Regions from separate parts of the Mus musculus genome. Here regions 2, 3, 4 and 5 are each linked to region 1. The links are chromatin contacts, called in public HiChIP or PLAC-seq and promoter capture Hi-C maps. All regions are on one chromosome and are shown on one strand. The core of a region is the stretch at or near the end of the contact, and the rest is flanking DNA. Distances in the headings are between cores, read along the strand shown. Region 1 holds the start of Phactr2 (phosphatase and actin regulator 2). Region 2 overlaps Hivep2 (human immunodeficiency virus type I enhancer binding protein 2). Region 3 holds the start of Aig1 (androgen-induced 1). Region 4 overlaps Plagl1 (pleiomorphic adenoma gene-like 1). Region 5 holds the start of Ltv1 (LTV1 ribosome biogenesis factor).

What was found. Promoter capture Hi-C pulls out the DNA fragments that hold promoters and counts their contacts. HiChIP or PLAC-seq counts read pairs in DNA pulled down with a chosen protein or histone mark.
Region 2: a promoter capture Hi-C map of hematopoietic stem and progenitor cells shows a contact between it and region 1, with 3 times the contacts expected there. The contact joins the enhancer-like site here to the promoter of Phactr2 in region 1. A contact is called at or near these places in 3 of 39 promoter capture datasets (3T3-L1-derived adipocytes, HPC-7-derived erythroid cells and hematopoietic stem and progenitor cells), 1 of 484 Hi-C or Micro-C datasets (embryonic stem cells) and 3 of 115 datasets of contacts at active chromatin or transcription factors (bone marrow-derived macrophages, memory CD8 T cells and pro-B cells).
Region 3: a contact with region 1 is called in an H3K4me3 HiChIP or PLAC-seq map of bone marrow-derived macrophages, with 5 times the contacts expected there. The contact joins the promoter of Aig1 here to the promoter of Phactr2 in region 1. A contact is called at or near these places in 1 of 39 promoter capture datasets (macrophages), 1 of 484 Hi-C or Micro-C datasets (LSK cells) and 1 of 115 datasets of contacts at active chromatin or transcription factors (bone marrow-derived macrophages).
Region 4: a contact with region 1 is called in an H3K27ac HiChIP or PLAC-seq map of embryonic stem cells, with 8 read pairs. The contact joins the enhancer-like site here to the promoter of Phactr2 in region 1. A contact is called at or near these places in 17 of 39 promoter capture datasets (the 3T3-L1 cell line, the C10 cell line, the HPC-7 cell line and 10 more), 4 of 484 Hi-C or Micro-C datasets (bone marrow-derived macrophages and embryonic stem cells), 11 of 115 datasets of contacts at active chromatin or transcription factors (bone marrow-derived macrophages, embryonic basal ganglia, embryonic forebrain and 5 more) and 4 of 9 other capture datasets (adipose tissue, embryonic stem cells, liver and 1 more).
Region 5: a contact with region 1 is called in an H3K4me3 HiChIP or PLAC-seq map of bone marrow-derived macrophages, with 3 times the contacts expected there. The contact joins the promoter of Ltv1 here to the promoter of Phactr2 in region 1. A contact is called at or near these places in 3 of 39 promoter capture datasets (the HPC-7 cell line, liver and neutrophils), 1 of 15 datasets of contacts at CTCF or cohesin (the NIH/3T3 cell line), 1 of 484 Hi-C or Micro-C datasets (regulatory T cells), 1 of 115 datasets of contacts at active chromatin or transcription factors (bone marrow-derived macrophages) and 1 of 9 other capture datasets (adipose tissue).

Annotation. Positions count from the first base shown.
Region 1 is chr10:13,472,796-13,476,504 of GRCm38.p6, reverse strand. It overlaps Phactr2 (phosphatase and actin regulator 2), which reads left to right and starts at 2,109. Exons shown (of 13, transcript NM_001195065.1): 1 at 2,109-2,449. The coding sequence starts at 2,227.
Region 2 is chr10:13,981,917-13,985,625 of GRCm38.p6, reverse strand. All of the region lies in intron 1 of Hivep2 (human immunodeficiency virus type I enhancer binding protein 2), which reads right to left. Among named protein-coding and RNA genes, the nearest start is that of Hivep2, 17 kb to the right of the region's middle. Within about 2 kb of position 1,790, at least 300 of the 459 cell types and tissues checked have an H3K27ac peak or open chromatin away from gene starts, as enhancers often do. A contact at or near this core is called in 3T3-L1-derived adipocytes, bone marrow-derived macrophages, embryonic stem cells and 3 more, where this site is marked.
Region 3 is chr10:13,867,194-13,870,902 of GRCm38.p6, reverse strand. It overlaps Aig1 (androgen-induced 1), which reads left to right and starts at 1,946. Exons shown (of 6, transcript NM_001347362.1): 1 at 1,946-2,285. The coding sequence starts at 2,145.
Region 4 is chr10:13,106,036-13,109,744 of GRCm38.p6, reverse strand. All of the region lies in intron 2 of Plagl1 (pleiomorphic adenoma gene-like 1), which reads right to left. Among named protein-coding and RNA genes, the nearest start is that of Hymai, 17 kb to the right of the region's middle. Within about 2 kb of position 1,589, at least 58 of the 459 cell types and tissues checked have an H3K27ac peak or open chromatin away from gene starts, as enhancers often do. A contact at or near this core is called in embryonic basal ganglia, embryonic forebrain, embryonic stem cells and 1 more, where this site is marked.
Region 5 is chr10:13,191,479-13,195,187 of GRCm38.p6, reverse strand. It overlaps Ltv1 (LTV1 ribosome biogenesis factor), which reads left to right and starts at 2,051. Exons shown (of 11, transcript NM_181470.4): 1 at 2,051-2,160; 2 at 2,949-3,080. The coding sequence starts at 2,158.

The DNA.
Region 1 (3,709 bases), core at 860-3,359:
TAAACTGAGGGAAGAATATAGAGGGAGAGATCCTAACACAGTGCCTGGTCCCACACAAGGTACTCAGAGACATTTCTCAAATAAAACGTGAAGTGCTGAGTTGCTAAACAGGTGGCTAATGTAGAAATACTAGGTTATATTTCCTGGGTTCTAAAGCTTTGGATGAGCCATTTATCTCTATGAAGATGACACAGAAGATCGACCAAAGGATGGAGAGGCAGAGCCTGAAGGATGGATGCACACTCATGAAGCAAGCAACAGGAGAGAGATGCCTTGTATCTCCTAGGTAGTCTGGAATGCATGTTCCAGAACGAAGATTGACTTGCAAGCTGGGAGGGAACACCAGAGGACACCGTCAGAATATGGACAATCCCAAGAGCAGGTGTGGGACACAGTGGATGACAAACTGGCAAACGTGGTGACACGCTCCACTGTAATGTAAGTTTTCCATTGTAATGTAAGTAGACATTGTAAGGTATACTCTCATGGACTAATCTAGTTATGATCCAAAACAATCCAAGGGTGATTATTTGGGCTAAGTATAACCTCTAAGTGCCCCCTGCTACCTTACCACTGCCTTCTCTGAAACCACAGAGCTCTCTTCTGCTAAACCACACAAGAAACCAAGAAAGTGGAGTACTTTTAGAGCACCATCCTTTGTTTTACATAATTTAGTGTGTGTGTGTGTGTGTGTGTGTGTGTGAGAGAGAGAGAGAGAGAGAGAGATCTGCAGGACAACTTGAGGGAGTCAGTTCTCTTCTTCCGGTTTGTAGGTCACAGGGATGGACCCGGGATCCTCAAGCTTGCCATAGGAGCTTTACCTAGCCATCTCACCTGGTTCTGGAGTAGTGCCCATTCGCAAACTTTGTTAGCAGGAAAGAGTTAAAGCAAGTCCAGACGATTTCTGCTGACGGTGACAATACCCACCCCACTGCACCCCACCCCCACCCCACCCCCACAGAGTTGCTGTGAGAAAAAAAGCCTTTAACAGCTTGTACTGTGAACAGCGTGACCTAGTTGCTAGGCCCTTTCCGTGTCTGTGTTTTCTAGCTTTCCTCTCTTGGTTCTTGTTTCTCTCTTACCTTAAGCATGGGCTTATTTTCTTGTTAGATGAAATACTCCATACAAATCGAACCTGAGGTATGTGTGAATGTGTGTGTAGGGGGAAGGGGGCGTGGCGTTGTGATGGTTGTGTCCTCCCTTCCCCTCTCTGTCTCCTTCTCTTCCTGCTGCTGTCTATGGTGCCTTTGTGAAGCCCAGCAACGCGCCTCCACTGTCAAGAACTTGCAGAGATGGTCAGCTACTTAGCTTACAGCTTTTCACTTCTGGGCCAGCCTCTACTTGGGGACCTATCTGGGTAACTGATAAAGCTGAGATTTCAATTGGCAAAACCAACGTCCCCTTTGCCAGGCATCCCGGCTGCTCTTCCTTTGGAAAGCATTCACTCAAACCTCACATCTGTGACACGAATTCAGCCCTTAAAAGACTGATCTTTTTAAAAACCACGACCTTTGAGTCTGACCCAGTATACACGGAAGCTCAAGAATGTGGGGCTCTGAGAGACAGAGATGAGCTTTGACAAGGGCAAGAGGCGAATCTTGCAGGGAGGACCAAAGGACCAGACTTCACAAGCGACTCCAGATCTGCCAGGAATCCTCCTGCAAACCCAGTGCCCTTTGGCTCCGGTGTTTTGCACCTGTAAACTACATATGACAGTCATTGGGTCCTAGTCCTATTATATTACAAGACAGCCAGGTGTGTGCACGCCTGTCCCCACCCCTCGGCGACCAAGTGCAAATGAGGCTGTTAACTCTGACCTTGCATCTCAGCTCTGCAGCTGAAACTCCACTTCTCTGAGACCCTTTGGTTGAGCCGCTTTGGGTCAGAGGCGACAGACCCCTGTCTTACAATACAGGAGCCGCGCCTGGGGGTGGGGGTGGGGGGCGGAGCAGCCGGAGCAGCCGGAGCAGGTTCTAGGGCACCGAGCGTGGCAGGCTCGGAGGCCGGTGGCTGTCGCCCGCGGGAGCGAAAGCCGGCTGTAGGCGGCTCCTTCCTGTGCAAACTTTTCTGTGCTCTTCCTCCTCCCGCGCTGCGCCCCGCTGCTTGCGGCCGCCTCCCCGCCCTGCCAGCCGGCCAGGGGCTCCACGCGGGGCCGCGGCGGACAGCGCAGCCCTTTGCGCCGGCTCCACCCTGCCTGAGCTTGCTCCCTCCTGGCGCCTAGAGCGGATGGCGGAAGCCGGCAGGAGTCCTGAGATGTCCCCGGACCAGCCAGCGGGCCAGGAGGCGGCGGCGGCGGAGGCTCTGGACCCCGAACCCGAGGCTCCCGGGCCACCGGTGCCTTCCCTGCGCTGGCTTCCCGGGGATCCGAGTCCCCGTGGCCGCTCCCAGAGCGACCTGTCGTCAGCCTCGAGCCGGGGCCGCCCGCTCAGAGTCCACATCTCCGGCTCAGGTAAGGGTGGCTCTGAATGGCCCGGAGTGGTCCAGGGAGGGCTAACCCCGGCAGGTGAGGATCGCCGTATGGCGATCTTCCCTGGACGTTCGGGAGCAGCCGTGGGGGTTAGGGGACGAGAGCAAGGGCGAAAGCTGTAGTCCCCACATCGCCACCTCCTGCTGGGCTTCAAAGGCTTGGTGTCCCTTGGCTGAGCGGCAGGCGACCGGTGGGTGCGCCCGAGTGGGTGCGCCGCTCTTCTGCGCGGGTGCCCACAGCGCGATTTTCGCGGGTTCCCCTGGACTCCCGCTTGGTTGTGCAGCGCCAGGCGGCACCAGTTTTGGCTTTGGGTCTAGGGCTAATTTGGTTCTTGGGCTATTTGGTCTTTTATGGGACTGTGGTCCTTCGGAAGGGTGTGGTCCCTTCACTTCATGGGTAAGCACAGGGTTTGAAAGGTAACCCTACTCACTCCTACTTCTGAAATAGAGATTTCTTGGAGCGGGTCGGGAGGGGGTTGCTGGTAACAGGATAGGGGAATCCAGTTTCCCTGACTGTGAAAAGCCATAGAGGTGTTATTGAGAGCTAGGCCTGGCTCTGTGTGTGTGTGTGTGTGTCTGCTGTAATGTTCTCTGGAAAGCCTGGGGCCAGTATTGCTGTTGTAGAGAGAAACCTGTGTCCTGTGTCCTCTAAGGACAGGCGACAACTAGGAACTTCACTGAGACCCAATGCTACCCAGGCTGCGGTGAGTGAAGGAGGACAAATTGCTTAACTTTGTCTCAGTGGTCAACGTGGAACGATGGTGATGGTATGGCATATCAAGTGGAGACATTAGGCAGATTGTCGTTATTTAAAATATCCCGAGAACTGGAAAAACTTTTGTCTTTAAGTCCAACAGTTTTCAAGGGTGGTTTTTTGTTTGTTTGTTTATAATTTTCAACATGTGACCGCTGCATGGGAACTAGAGAAGGACGGGGCGCGGGGGGCGGGGGGGGGCATGAGAATGACCAGTTTCAGGAAAACGCTTACTAATGCGAACTGCACCCCCCAACACACATTCCCCTGCGGTGTCTTTCCCCACGTTCTGAGGTCTGGGGTCATGCCTTCCTTGATGATTTTCCCCGTTTGTTTATTTGTGTATGCGCGCACGCAGGTACACCTCAGAATGCATGGAGAAGTCGGAGGCCTTGTTCATCAATCCACTAAGCCTCCTTTCCAAACCCTTTCACAGTCTTGAAAGCAACCTCATCCAACCAAAGCCAAGTTCTTGCTTGGAAAGCACAC
Region 2 (3,709 bases), core at 541-3,040, 510 kb before region 1:
ATCGGCGATAATGCGAGGACGGAGCAAACTCAGCCCTGATTGCAAGGTTCCTTAGGTACAGTAGAGAGCAAACCCTTTGTATAAGAAAATAAAAGTGTTCCAATAAATCACTTAAAGAAGCTTTAATTACGTTTTAAAAATGTTTCAAATTATAATTCTAAGTTCTTCTGCAGTGTTTTTATGATTTATTTTTTATTATTTATTTTATTTCCCTCCAAGAATGTAACTTCCCAGCTTAGAGTTGAAAAGACATCTTCTATTGCTCTCGGGGGAGCTGTCAGGCAGCTCTATGAAGGCATGTGAGCTTTCTGCACCATAGAAAGTATTTCCTCTGGCTGGAGAGATGGCTTAGTGGTTAAGAGCACTGACTGCTCTTCCAGAGCTCCTGAGTTCAATTCCCAGCAACCACAGGGTGGCTCACAACCATCTGTAATGGGATCCGATGCCCTCTTCTGGTGTGTCTGAAGACAGCTACAGTGTATTCATATACATACATACATACATACATACATACATACATACATACATACAAACATACATACATACAATCTTTTTTTAAAAAAAAAGTATTTCCTCCAAACTAGGCATATCTATTCATGGATGAAATGAAGCACATATATTTGAGCCACAAATATAGATCAAATGTTGGTTTGGATAAATATTATAAAAATTCTAATTTGGTACCACTCAGAAGGGCTCCTCATAAAATGGTTTTCACACAAGTGTATGTTACTCTCCTGACAATTATGAGATTTAGTTAATGAGTCTAAGGATCCTACTTAGCACCTCGAACAAGAAGGTGCATAAAAACTGGAGATTATTGTTAATTCAAATCTGGAGTAATTGATCCTTATTAATCGACTACTAAATAAATATCTGCATAATGCTAATGTCATACACGGACAAGCTGGATTTAGAAGTGGTTAAATCATACAGAAAAGCAATGGACAATGGGCTCAAACATAGTGTAACCTCAAAGATGAAATTCACATGTACTTCAATAGTTTACAGGACATCCAATGTACCTCCTGCCTATGTCAGTACAAGGACAAGAAAATCACCTCCCAAATTTAATCTTTTACTAATGTAACATTCTTCTATTCCACTGAGATTTTAATTCCCATGGTCTTGTTTGCTCTTCAAATTGTTAAACAATCAAGATTGCATCATGGGTGCAGCTGAGTGGTAGCAAGCTTGCCTAACATTCTTTAGGCTCTGTGTTTGATAAGGTGTGCTAGCATGTGGTAATGCCTACACAATGATGTCAGCCCCCCTCAACTACAACTTGCCCTGATTTTTATGCTCCAAGTTTATTTCCCTGAGTAGCCTTCTATAATCTGTAGAAGTTCAAAAGAAACAAAACTATCCTCCCACAGATACACACCAGAAAGAAAAAAACAAGCAAGCAAGCAAACAAACAAACCAAAGACATGATTTCAAGACCCACAGGTCTTACTTAAAACTCTTCTCAAATAGCCTTAAAGTTCTTCACTGCATAAATCAGTTGACAGTTCCCAAGGCTAATGACATCATATGCTACACACATGGGCTAATCATGTGAGGACATTTAAGCTACGCTTTCAAAAGCATAGGTCAGTGTAGCAGAACACAGAGAGTAAAGTGCGTGTTCCACAATATTCCTGGGGTTTAATAGAAACTACTACACAGTATTTTCATCTAACTAAAACTCTGTCAAGTGTTTGACATAAGAAACCTCAGTAGACCTCCCAGTGAACTTTGGCATTTTGGCCGTGTGGCCAGAAGAACAGTCTCCCATGACAAAGCCTATTCATGAGTCAGCCAGGGAAATAAGCACAATGCTTGCTTAGCTGACGGCTCTTCCCTTTATCGTACTGGCAAGCATGCGCGACACGGGCATCCGCGGTACTAAATTATAGATTGTATATCGTTCTAAAATGCAGTTTCAAGGGTTATGTAAACATGTCTTATTAATAAGCCTAGGTTGACGTGCTTTGGTTTCCGTTGTTTGAAGTCTACCAGGGAGAAAGAGATCAGCAAAATATCTGCAAATTCGAGATAATACATCCACAGCTACTGATGTATTACTGTCCTAAGTTTGCAAAATGGTTCATATTTAAAAAAAAAAAACACACAGAAAGAAAAGAAAACCTCACTTTACCTAAACAATGGCTTAAATGACTATGAAGGGGTCTGTCCTGCAGGGTCCCCAGGCCTGATATTTAGGTTTTGCCCCAGATGCCCTTGTCAGTATTTCCACAACAAAGTCAAAGGTGGCCTTTGGAAGGAGGGTTAAAGAGGAGGCTTCCTGTCAGGGCTTTACAACAGAGAATCAACAGAGGCCCTGTGAGGTCAGCATTATTCAGCACTGGGGCCTCCTTTCCGGGACCCCTCCGGATGCTCGGGGTCCCCAGGCTGGGCGGTCCGCGGCCAGTGCTCACCCTGGCTTTCCGCCCAGGCAGCCCCTGCCAGGCCTTGCACCCAGAGCCCTTGCGCAACCAGGGTGCTCCGCATGGGCCCCGAAACTAGGCCGGCTGCTAGAGCAGCGAGCCCCACTTTCTCCAGGCAGGAAGTGGGGAGGCGGAGAGCATTTCCTGTTGTGCACTGACAGCCAGGGAGACGTCATCGCAGTCAGCGCCTTCGGATGGCCGCCCCTGGGCCAAAGGTCAGCTGCCGGCAGGGCGGGGGCTCGCAGGCGGGGGCGTGCGCTGAGACTCCCGCTGCAACGCTGCGCCTCCCGGGTCTGCAGTCCCACAAGAGGCCACCTGACGCCTTACGGTCCTGCAGGACTCAACTCCCGCCCACCAACCCCCGCCCGGCCCCAGCAAGAAGAGGCATGCATCTTCAGAGGCTGAAGAAGCACTTTCCTTGCCCGATCCTGATTGCAGTTTCCCTAATAGGACTCTCTACCAGGAATCTTTTTTTTGTTTGTTTTGTTTTGTTTTGTTTTGTTTTTCGAGACAGGGTTTCTCTGTATAGCCCTGGCTGTTCTGGAACTCACTTTGTAGACCAGGCTGGCCTCAAACTCAGAAATCCACCTGCCTCTGCCTCCCAAGTGCTGGGATTAAAGGCGTCCGCCACCACACCTGGCTACCAGGAATCTTTTAAAGCATCAAAAGTTGCCTGCCCTCCCCCTTCCTCCCCTCGAGCCCCACTTTTTATCTCCAATATTGATTCCTTAAACAACTGACACATGGCAGAAATGAAAGCTGATTTCCATACTGCGCACCTCCAATGAAGTCGAAGACAAACAGGAAATGCTATGTTCTCATTAAATACCCACTGCACAGCATAAACTTCCACCTACTGAGGTCTTTAATGCTCGTAATTTATTTCTTAAAAGTCTCCTAAGATCTATTTGGTCTTGCTCTTACCCTGGATAATAACAACAAAAAACAGGACCAAAATATTTTAAGGGAAAAATGATCGATTTATAGTTTTTAAGCCACTGATTTTTTTTTTTCTTTAGCCTCAATTTCCAGACTTGTATTTCGTTTCAAGCCATAACCATGATAACCCTGGGTAATTCTACAAGTCAGTGGGTTAAGGTTAACAGTGGTTAAAAATAAGACCATAAGGTATTGTATAATTATTATGAAATAAAAACTGAAATAGTTTCCTTTCAGTTTGCTAATGAGATAGATTGTTAATTACAAGAAAAAATGATAACTTCTGTTCTCATGACAAACCAGTATGAAGGCACTGAACCACCGTCTCTAACATTTCAACT
Region 3 (3,709 bases), core at 697-3,196, 390 kb before region 1:
GAGAATACCTGTCAGTCATGACTAAGATGCTAAGACATGGACTAAAAAGCAAATGAGAGGGCTGGCTTAGTGATTAAGAGTACTGACTGCTCTTGCAGAGGATCCAAGTTCAATTCCCAGAACCCACATGGCAGCTCACAACTGTCCGTAACTCCAGTGCCAGGGGGCGCAATACCCTCAAAGACATAAATGCAAGCAAAACAGGAAATGAGAATTTAAAAAATATTTTATAAAGCAAAATGAAACCCATTGAACACGCTATGAAAATATGATCAAGAATCTCAAGAATCTGGGATTGACATTTTTAATGAAGCACAATTTCAGCCCAGGTTTATATAAAATGTTCCATTATTAAAAACACAAAATCATCTCACAAGAAGATAATCAATCAAGATAATGAAAGCAAGTCTGTTAAAATCGTCTCAAAACACCCCTCTGGGGATTGGCAGGGAGAGCAACAGAACTCTTGATGTCATAGTAATTATTCAAAAATTCTCCATAGTAAACTCTTAAATAGCTTCATAAAACAATACTTTATAATTATGGGAATGGGTAGAAATCTTGTGAACTACTTTCTCAAATGTAAAGTAGGAGGGTTGTATCAAACTTTGTAATATCACATCACTTTATAAAACTTCATTAGGCCCAAGTGAGAGGGCTTCAGTAAATTCATTTTTTCTTGTAATTATATGAACATTCATTAAGGACACACACACACACACACACACACACACACACACACACACACACGCAAATAGATCCTGTTTAAACATGAGTATGAACTCATAAATTCTGAGTGAAGAATGCTTTATGCTAGTAATATCATCTTGTGATTTCAGTTTCTTTCAGCATAATTATGTCAATTAAAAAGACCTAGTGGCTCTCTTCCCTAGTGGAGTGGAAAAAACTACGAGTCGGATTTGTTTGCTTCTCTTTACCTCTGAGACTATGCTTTCCCCTAGACCTTCCCACCACACCCTCTGACTCAGAGACTATTTGAATGGGACACCTGTTTTGAATGGATCCACAGGAAATACTCATGTGGTCTTCTCATAACCGGACCCTTTATCTGGTTGGTTGAAACATGATCATGATTTAAAAGAAAACAAAAACCCTACTCTGCCCACAGACTGTTGCAACTTCCCTGTGACAACATTTACTGGAAGGCTGAGGGAATCCAGTTTATATTTACTTTCCTCCCATTCAGCTCTGGTGCGGTAGTATAAGGGAGGTGGGTTGGGAAATGTCGAAGTGCAAAAGGAATTTTAACTCCGAAAGATTTGTATTAAATCACACATGCGTGGGTGAGGTTTACATCCTCCGGGTGGTTTGACTTTCAAATGGAATGCTGTCTCGTAGCAGTCATGGCAATCAGCACAGATTTCTATTTATAAAACTTGCCCTGGTCAGTAATTGCTAAAGTAGCTTGCCATCAAGCCTCATGACCTGAGTTCGATGGAGGGGACTCACACCTGAGCTGTCCTCTGGCCTCCACGTTTGTCCTGTGGTACATGCATATACCCACAAGACGTAATAAAAAGTTTAAAAAAGAATTTGTTCAAAGCTCGTGCATACTGATAAATTATTAAAGCCTTGTGAAATTTATAAGGGGCTTCACAGTCATAAATGCTCATTAACATTAAACCCTCAACTGAATCCTAAGTAATGGGTGTCACTGGAGGGGGACTGTGTGTGGCTTTACACGTTCTGACCCCATCTGGTGCCATGGCAGCCAGCACCAGCTGCCCGGGGATGCCGGGTCCGGACCGGTTCGGTCAGGTCCTTCCCGTCTGGAACCGTGGTTGCCCGAAAGGCGCTCCCACCTTGGAGGCCGGGGGGGGGGGGGGGGGGTGGACCTCGCGGACCGCCTAGGGGGCGCCCGGCCGGTACGACGAACGCCGCTGCAGAATGACGCAGATGACGCCAGAGATGACACCAGGCCGCCAGCTCGCGTAGGCTGCACTGCCGCCCCGCCCGCGCAGGTCTCCGGTGCGCTCGGCGCCGCCACTGTCCCCGGGGACGCGCCCCGCCTCCTGCGCTCCGCCCCTCGCCGCGCCGCGCCCCGGTTCCCACGGCGCCCGGCACCGCGGAGCAGCTCGCCTGCCCTCCCCACGAGCAGCCCGGCGGGGCCAGGCCGCGCGAACATGGCGCTTGTCCCCTGCCAGGTGCTGCGGGTAGCAATCCTGCTATCCTATTGCTCCATCCTGTGCAACTACAAGGCCATCGAAATGCCCTCGCATCAGACCTACGGAGGCAGCTGGAAGTTCCTGACCTTCATTGATCTGGTAAGGCCGTGGGCTGCACCCCCGTGTGCGTGCGTGCGTGTTTGTGCGTGTTTGTGCGTGTGTGCGTGTTTGTGCCTGTGTGTGTGTCACGGGAGCACCAACGCGTGCTGGCCACCAACAGCCACGCTGGGCTCCACTGAAGGCCTGGATGCCCTTCTCACCTTTACCTGGTAGGTAGAGGAGGAAAACATGGGAGTACAGCCAAACGGGCACAGGCCTGCTTCTAAGAAGTGACCAGGGAATAGGATTGTGCCACCAAAAGCATCTGTTGGCCCCGATCATGAGTGCCCTCAGATTAATTCTCCACCGAAGTGTTTTCCAGAACCACATGCAAAGGTAAACTTGCAGCACCCAAAGGAGACATGAGTATTGTCTGGTTCCATGGAGCATGGCTTAGAAACACACAAACACACCTCCTTCCGGAGGAGGGAAATCGCCCCATAGGAAAAAACCCTTGCACATGTTTTTCTGCCCACTGTCAACAATTTGTTTAAAACTCTTTCTAGAAACACTGAGAGAGCAGTTCACGGTGAGGCTCCACCTGGCAACTACTGAACTTCTAGTCGTTCACATTGAAAGCCTGCAGTTTGTGTAATCATCTGTTCTGTTGACACGTGATAATTTTAAAGAGGAGCAGACAACGATAATTATTTTTAAGTTTTTATACCTTGGGTACCGAAAGCACTCCTGTAGATAATCAGAGGGCACAATGCCTTGTAATGACTTGGGGTAGGTGTAGAGCTTTGAAAAGTCACCAAGACTAAGTCATAAATACATTCAAAGGTTATCAAACAAGGGTCGTGTATGGAAACACAAGCAATTAAAAGATCACGGAGAAAAACATACAATCAACTCCTGGAACGCAAAGACTCTGAGGTTATGCATAAGCTTGGTGCAATCACAAGGTTGGCACAAATTTTCTTGACCCTCCACTTTGACAAATTTGAACCTATTTGAATATCGTTCCGTCGGTGTAAGATGCCTAAAGAGATACAGGTAGATGTTTTCAAAAAACCTTCTATTTTCAATATATAAGATATACGCAACTTTTCCCACCTGCCTCTAGGCAAAGGGCTGCCTGGTGTTGCCTGCCTGAGTTGGGCTTTTCAACTTCTTATTGGAATTAACTTCCGTCTGAATATATGCATTCCCTACCAGCGTCTTTTTCCTCCTACTGTCTGCCCACCTGAAGAACACATGATAGGACTTTGCTCTCAGCTTCTTGTAGCTTTCATATAGATGGCTAACTCTGGGAGTACCTGCCTGGATGGGCTGATTGGCTAGTCAGTGGAGACTGGCTTTGCCAGATGTGTGGTACAGCAAGCAGATGTTCGCATATACAGAGTATACTCAATCTTCAGTAGCCCCAAGGCTCTGATAGTTATGCATAGAAAGCATTTAGGATGCTGACAAGTCACCAGGAA
Region 4 (3,709 bases), core at 340-2,839, 370 kb after region 1:
GTGGCTGCACAGGATAAAATTCTTCCTCAGTTTCCACTTGGGGGTAGATAGGCAGCAATGCCAGTGAGAGGAGGGGGGGAGGTTTTATTCTGTATTATCAGCATATCATAGAATTAAATCATCTCAACTGCAGCTTTATCTGTCTCAAGTGATAATTTCAGTCAAGGGAAAGTCTACAGAACTCTTAATTAAAAGCCTGGTCATCTTCTTAGGGAAAATATCTACACATGACACTCACTAAGAATCTTTTAGAAAGGAACGATATCAGAGGTTGGCCCCAAAAGGGACATTGCCCTATGCTTTTAAATGCCTCCTCTAGAGGGGCTGATGGAGGCTCGCAAACTTATGAAGGCAAAAAAAAAAAAAAAAAGTGTTTGATAATACGCCATAAAGGAACAGCAACAGCATTGATCAGGTTCAATAGACCAATCAGGTTTTCCTAAAATGTAGCATTTGCAGTGGAAGCCTGGTTAAGTAGTTACATTCATAGGATGTACAGAGAGCCATCAATCCCCATTCATCCAGCCACATTTACTGAGCCAAGAACTTTGCTGGGCTTGAAGATATAAAAATGAATAGGACACAGCTGCTTTACCTCTAGCTAAAAGAATACACCTAAACAAAGAGCTCTGGGGGACGTGTTAAGTGCTGTGGTTGAGGTATGCACAAAGGGCTGGGGCCAAAGGAGGGAGCCATAAATTCTTTCTGGGAAATCAAGCATCAGGCCAGTGAGGGAAGAGAGCTAAGAAAGGGTGGGGTATTTCCTTGCCATAAACCAGAGCTCCTACTTTACCATGTTCTGAAAAGGAAGGTAGTTAATTTTAAGATTTACAAACTATTGTTACTCCAGGAGCTATCTCCGTCCACTGTCTGTCGCATTTGTTTCCGACACACTCTGCGGACATTCTCAGCAGTTCTGGGACTAGAAAAAAAAAAAAAACTCCATGATGTGTAATCATTGTATCCCTGCAATAATCACAAGACAGAATGGGTCCCCGCCATGAACTTAGATCTCAAGTTCAAAGATGTTTTGAAACAAACAAATGAAAAACAAACTTTGAAGGAGCCAGCCATGCCATTAATGCTTCTTCTTGGTGGAAAGAAAGGAGGGGATCACCTGATTATATCATGGTTCGCATTTGTCTTTCTGTCTGGGTTTTAAAAAGAGAAGGGCACGTTGAATGGCCGGCTACTTGCCGTCATTCATTATGCATACCATATTCCTACTTATAGCATAGTTGGGACAAAACCCCCATTGTTCATTACACACTAGCCCCAAACTTGAGTCATTCTAATGTAAGCATGAGAAACTCCCGGCTCCTTTGGGGTGAATTTCCAAATTCCTCTGTGTTAAATTGAGGTCTAATTTTTCCTGTGCCTGGTTTTCACAAGAAGGTCCATTCCACCCCATGCGCTCCCTTTCAGCTGTCAATAAACAGAGGCAGTGAATTCCCCACAGCTTTACAAAGCTAGTTAGGCAGACCCATTCACTCCTTCAGGAAAACAGCGCATTGATTTCAGCCAGTTCCCAGGGTGCAGCAGGAACAAAGAGATCAAAGGCCCACCTCTCTCTCCCTCTAAAGCTTTCATTAAGGCCCAGCCCAGACAAACTGCGACAGGTCTCCTTGAGACCAGGAGAGGGCCGGGCAGACCACCTCATGGTTCAATTCAAATTCATCTGTTTCCTACATTCCAGTGACAGTCCAGAATGCTAACCGTGACAAAACGATACAATCGGCTGGCATAATATACTGCTCACTAGTTCATCCAAGGTCAGGGGGAGAAGAGAGGCCTGGAGGAAAGTCCTAGGTTTCTAGATCCTGCTGGGCCTCAATGGCTCCCTGACATTCCATAAATAAACTTCTTCTCTCTCGCTCTCCCTTTCTCCTTCCATGGTATCTTTACGAATGGTGATCCACTTAACCGTCTGAAATTTCTTTTCTCCACTGAACCCAAACTCTCTGGAAAGTTTCTTCCCAACCTAACAGTTGTATAGGTGTGGTGGAAGGTCCCCCGACCAGCCCCTTATCAATCCACTCCTGTGTTCCAGCAAAGCCCCTACACTGTACAAGTTCCTGGTTACTTCAAGTGAAAAGTGTAATTTCTAACTTCTAGACGTTCCCGAAGGCACCGTCCCCAGGGAAGGCCACACAGCTCAGAGAAGAGTATAGTTTGTATAAATTCTGTTTGCTAAACAGAAATAGGAACAGGGGCGAAACAGTTACCTTTTTTTTCCCCTTTAACTTGGGGAATCTAGCTGGGTAGCCAGGTCCTAAATAGTGGTCTCTGTGTGAAGGAGTGTTTGCACGTTTGTGGGAGTGAAGAGGGCTAGCCAGGGGCAGGGCGAACCAACAGAGTCTGAAAGAAAATATGTTTTCCCAAGGGGGGGTTACCTCTATTAAACAAACATAATTAAAAGGGTTTCTAAATTTGCCCTTGAATTCAGAACTGCTCCTTTGAGGCGACCTTCACCAAACCCTGTAATGAAATGTGTTCGTGTCTGTCACTCATCCTGAGTAAACAGGAGAGATGGCTTACCTTTCAAAATTCCTAAACCGAAGAGAAAATAAACAATATTGGAACTAAAGGTATGGAAAACCCACTTCTTGATGCAGAACACACCCTTCCCACATGCCCAGTTCCAAGCTTCAGTACTGTCCTAGGGCTCACCACAGATTTCCTGAGCCCTGAATTCACTGATTCTTGTCTATCTTTAACTACTACAGAGGTACCACAGAGAGTAGTCAACAGCCCTCTGTGAAAGGCTTCCACTTATTTTCAAGGTTAGACAGGAATGAGCTTTAAAAAGGCCAAAGTGGCGATTGTGATAGCACACGCTGGTAATCTCAGCATGGCCCTCAGACGCTCACAGTGTTGGGTCACGAGTTCAAGGCCAACCCTAGGCTCAATAACGAGAGCCTCTCTCAGAAAACTAAAGAAGGAGAAAAAGAGACAAAAGGGGAAGGGAAGAAGATGATAAAGGCAGGGAGGGGAGACAGGTGCCTGTGACAAAGACAAGTGACTGTTTTATCAAGAATGTTAAGCTAAATCTGTCCATTGACGTACTTTAGGTTAAGGGGTTACACTAACATCTCTGTTTTCCTAGTCTTCTGAAATGGAGACAAAAATATCTGTCAGGAATTTCTTTACAAGGTACTGTGAAATTAGCATGCCTCCAAAGCTTGCTCATGACAGGAAGCTGGTCTTATGATCGGCGTCACATAATTGCAGGTCACTCTGACTCAAACAAGGTTCTCTGGAAACTCATTAAGCTCCTCTACATCAAATTATTTTTCAGAAGTACTCATGAAATTTACTACTTTAAGAAAGCCTGTGGCCAGGGTCAAACACACTCATGGGCTCACTTACCAATCTTTCAGAAGCATTTGCAAAGAACTGCGATATTACAACTTGATCCTCCTCTTACAACTGACTGAGGCATTATGAACGTGTTTCTCAGAGAGGAGAAAATGGGCTCTAGCAAGGTGAAGAGACTTGCCAGTGTCATACAGCAGGAGGATGGAAACTCCAAGTGTTCAGTCTTCAGATCTCACACTGCTCCCATTATACACAGACGCTCTGTACCATGGATATAATTATCCACTGAAGTCCTCTTTCCCCAACTACACTGAATAAGCAATCATGTTACTACCCTCAAAATAATCCATCTCCTAGCATTAGGGATCCACTGAAAAAGGACCTTAAAAAT
Region 5 (3,709 bases), core at 802-3,301, 280 kb after region 1:
TATAGGCAACATTCCAACTTTCCACAATCATGAAGTTCTAATTAGTCATTTAAAATCTTCAACACAAATATGGCTTTTTCTTCTGGGAATTTTGGGTTGCAGTAAAAATGCTCATAAGGGCACCTAATAGCCCCTCTCTCACAGAGTCATAGTGGGGAAATTGGTTATTCAGGTAGAATGCCAAATCATTAATTCCCATAAACAAATATTTATTGGGTGTGTGTATCAAGAACTAGATCCAGTAGTAAATAAAACAGATTGAACTGAGCCTGGTGCTTCCCATATAAATCTTGCTTTCAAATAGCAAAGAATGATGGCTAGTTAGCATAAAGATATGTTAAACTATATATGTACTTTACAAAACATTTTCTCATGACAAAACGTGTGGTTCTGATCTAAACTATTTCCATTATTTTTCTTGTAGAAAAAGAACAGTAGCCCACAAACATTTACAATGATAATATTTGGCTATAATTATAGAGACATTTCAACAGAACTCAAGACATTGAAGAAAAAAAAAAAACCACTAGCAATTGGGAATGAGAAAGCAAGCGTCTACTGATAGAATGTTGGATTATTTCATCACGCTCCTCTCCAGCATCCGACGGAAATCTTCCTAAGAAATTACACTTAAAATCCTATTTGCTTAAGGCACCACAAAATATGTGAGCAACAACTTGGGGGATGGAGATGTAGTCACAGAAAACGTGTTAGGGTGCTCTCCGAGCATGCAGGAAGCCCTGGCTGGCTTCAGTCTTCAGCATCACACACATCGAATACGCCCAACACTAGCGTGATGCAAGTAGGAGGATACGTAGTTCAAGTTGGACAGAAGGCTGGGCTACATGAGACACTGTCTCAAAAAACAAAAACAAAAAACCACCTTGGGTTTTTATTAGTTTTCATCTTAAAAAAATATGCAATCATCAGAGCTTCGGAATTTATTTTATTACATCAAATGCCCCTAAAACCAATAATCTTAGTGTTGTGATCATAAAAAGAGAAAGAGCTATTACGATAAGTTCTGGCGGGGTCTGGGAGAAGGGGGTATAGAGTTTATTCAGGGCATGGAGAGGGGAGTTAAGAAAGTAGACGAGGCAGAGAAAGGCAGAGAGAAGGAGAGAGTAGTGAAGTAGAGGCGGGCCATGACACATGGAGCAAGGGGGGGAGGGAATGGGGAGCAAGAGGGCAAGAGGCAAAAGAAAGGCAAATGAGAGAGGATGGGAGAGGGGGAGACAAGCAGCCCCTTTTATAGGGCCAGGTCTACCTGGCTGTTGCCAGGTAACCGTGGGGCAGCGAATACCTGGCAATTGCCAGGTATCTGTGGGGGTGGAGTCCAGACAGAATACCAACACTTATGGACTGTGCTAAAGGTACGGTTGGGAGTTGTTCATCAAAAAGATGTAATACGAAAACCCTAAAGATGTTAGACTCTGCCTATTGAAGCTAGGCCTTGGTTGGACATTGCTAGGCAACTGATTCCCCTTAGGTCAAGAAGCCAGGGAAGGCCAGGGAGTGGTGGAGCACGCCTTTAATCTCGGGAGGCAGAGGCAGGCGGATTTCTGAGTTTGAGGCCAGCCTGGTCTACAGAGTGAGTTCCAGGACAGCCTAGGGCTACACAGAGAAACCCTGTCTCGAAAAACCAACCAACCAACCAACCAAACAACCAAACAACCAAACAAACAAACAAACATATTAAAAAAAAAAAAAAAGAAGAAGAAGAAGCCAGGGAAGTGACCACTTTCCTGTCATGAACCTGCACAGCCTTGGTCTTGTTTTCGTTTGTTTTTGATTGTTTTTGTTTTGTTTGTTCTGAGTTAAGCACAGGTAAGGAATATCTGAAGCCCCAGGTTGGAACCTGAAACTTGCCCTCAGGTAAGTAGGCTACTCCCTGCCGCCACCAACTCCAGCCAGAAAGCCCCGCCCACTGAAGGTCCTGCTAGCCCCACCTCCCGGAAGTCCCCGGGAAGGTTCTGTCACCGCGGGCTCACGCAACTTCCGGCTACAGCCTAGCGGCTCGCCGGCGATTGGCTCCTTGCCCCGCCATCGTGTGACGTGCTGCCCTAGCCCTGTGGACCCACGTGTGGAGCTGCCGGCAGGTACCGGGGAGCGGCGGTTCGGCTGCCGCGGTTCCGGAGAGGGTGTCCCTGCCTCATCATGGTGAGAAAACCGCGGTGCTCCGGGAGGGAGCCGCTCCCTGCGGCTGACTTAGGCCACTGGCCGCGTGGCTTGGTGCCCCGAGTCCTGTCACTCTCCCGGCACCAGTCACCTTCGTCACCCCCGGGGCACTTCGGAAGGAGAAAGAAGGTTTCCCTTTCGCCAAACGCCCGGAGTTTCCAGTCCTGAAGGCTTTGGGTAACTCCGTCCCTGTGACGCAGAAGCTCCGCCCCCTGCTTCCGGGGTTCACTTGGGCCACTGGGTAGCAACTCTGGTTAGACCCAGAGCTGAAGAGCAAATACGAATGTATCGAGGAGTAAATCATCTGAACCTTAGTTGTCTGTGCCCTAATCTTATTTACTACCTTGTAGATGAAGTGTCTGTCTATATTTTCTTGTGGCAGGCTCCTTGTCTTGTTGATAAAACTTTTCGGGGACCTTCCCAGAGCACCCATTAAGAGAGACTTCAGGCATTTGCTTTTGATTTGAAAATCCTGTTTGATTTTCCCTCTTACTGATTTACTTGCTAAGAGCGGAGAGTTTCTCACACTGCCCCACATATTCCCCAGCACCTTTGAACAAGTGTCTCAGAGTAGGTGCCTAGCCAGGGTTTGTTGGCGAAGGTAAGTATGGATCCTTCAGGAGACAGGGACTCCTGTCCTGTCTGGCTTAGGTGTACAAATCTGAAATATCTGTTCACCCTCCACATGCTTAACTGAGTGTACCTGTGGCTGTGGCGTTGCCCACTGTGTGGGGGTTCTGTTTTATTGACCTTTCCTGATTATTTTGTAGCCTCACAGAAAGAAAAAGCCCTTTATAGAGAAGAAGAAAGCTGTGTCTTTTCACCTGGTCCACCGGAGCCAGCGAGATCCTTTAGCCGCAGATGAAACTGCACCCCAGAGGGTTCTCTTGCCTACACAAAAGGTAGGTCCTGTTCTGGAGCCACTACGTTTTTAGGTGAATGGTAGTTTTGTAGTCCTGAACATGGAACCCAGGGAACTTAAGCATGCCGGGCATTCTCAGAAGTTGGTCCTCTTAAAAAAATAAAAAAAAGAGCTGTGACTCAGTTTCCAGTTTCTGTGCTGATGTTTGATGTTGTGTATTTATTTTGATTGACAGGCTAAAGCATCTTTGAGATTATTAAATAAAGAGATCTTATAGAATATTAGTCAAGTTCACTAGTTCACAGCCTCCATCTGCACAGTATTATTTAGGCTATGGCGGTATGCTCAGTCTCTGCTTTCTCTTGGGATTCCCCCATATTACAGTAGTCTTCCATTTGCCCCCTCGTCTCTCATGTCATGAAATACAGAACATCCAAGCTCATGGATAGCTTTGGCAATCCTAGAGGGGCCGTGAGTAGGTTGGTTTATGTTAGCATCACACTTGTTAAAGATGGATAATGGAAACATTTTGGGGGATGCTGGAAAGATGGCTCAGTGTTTAAGTACTTGCTGCTCTTGCAGAGGACCCAGGTTCGGTTCCCAGCACCCATATGTAGAGTCACAGCCATCTATAACAACTGTTCCGGGGGTTTTGCTACTCCCTTTTGT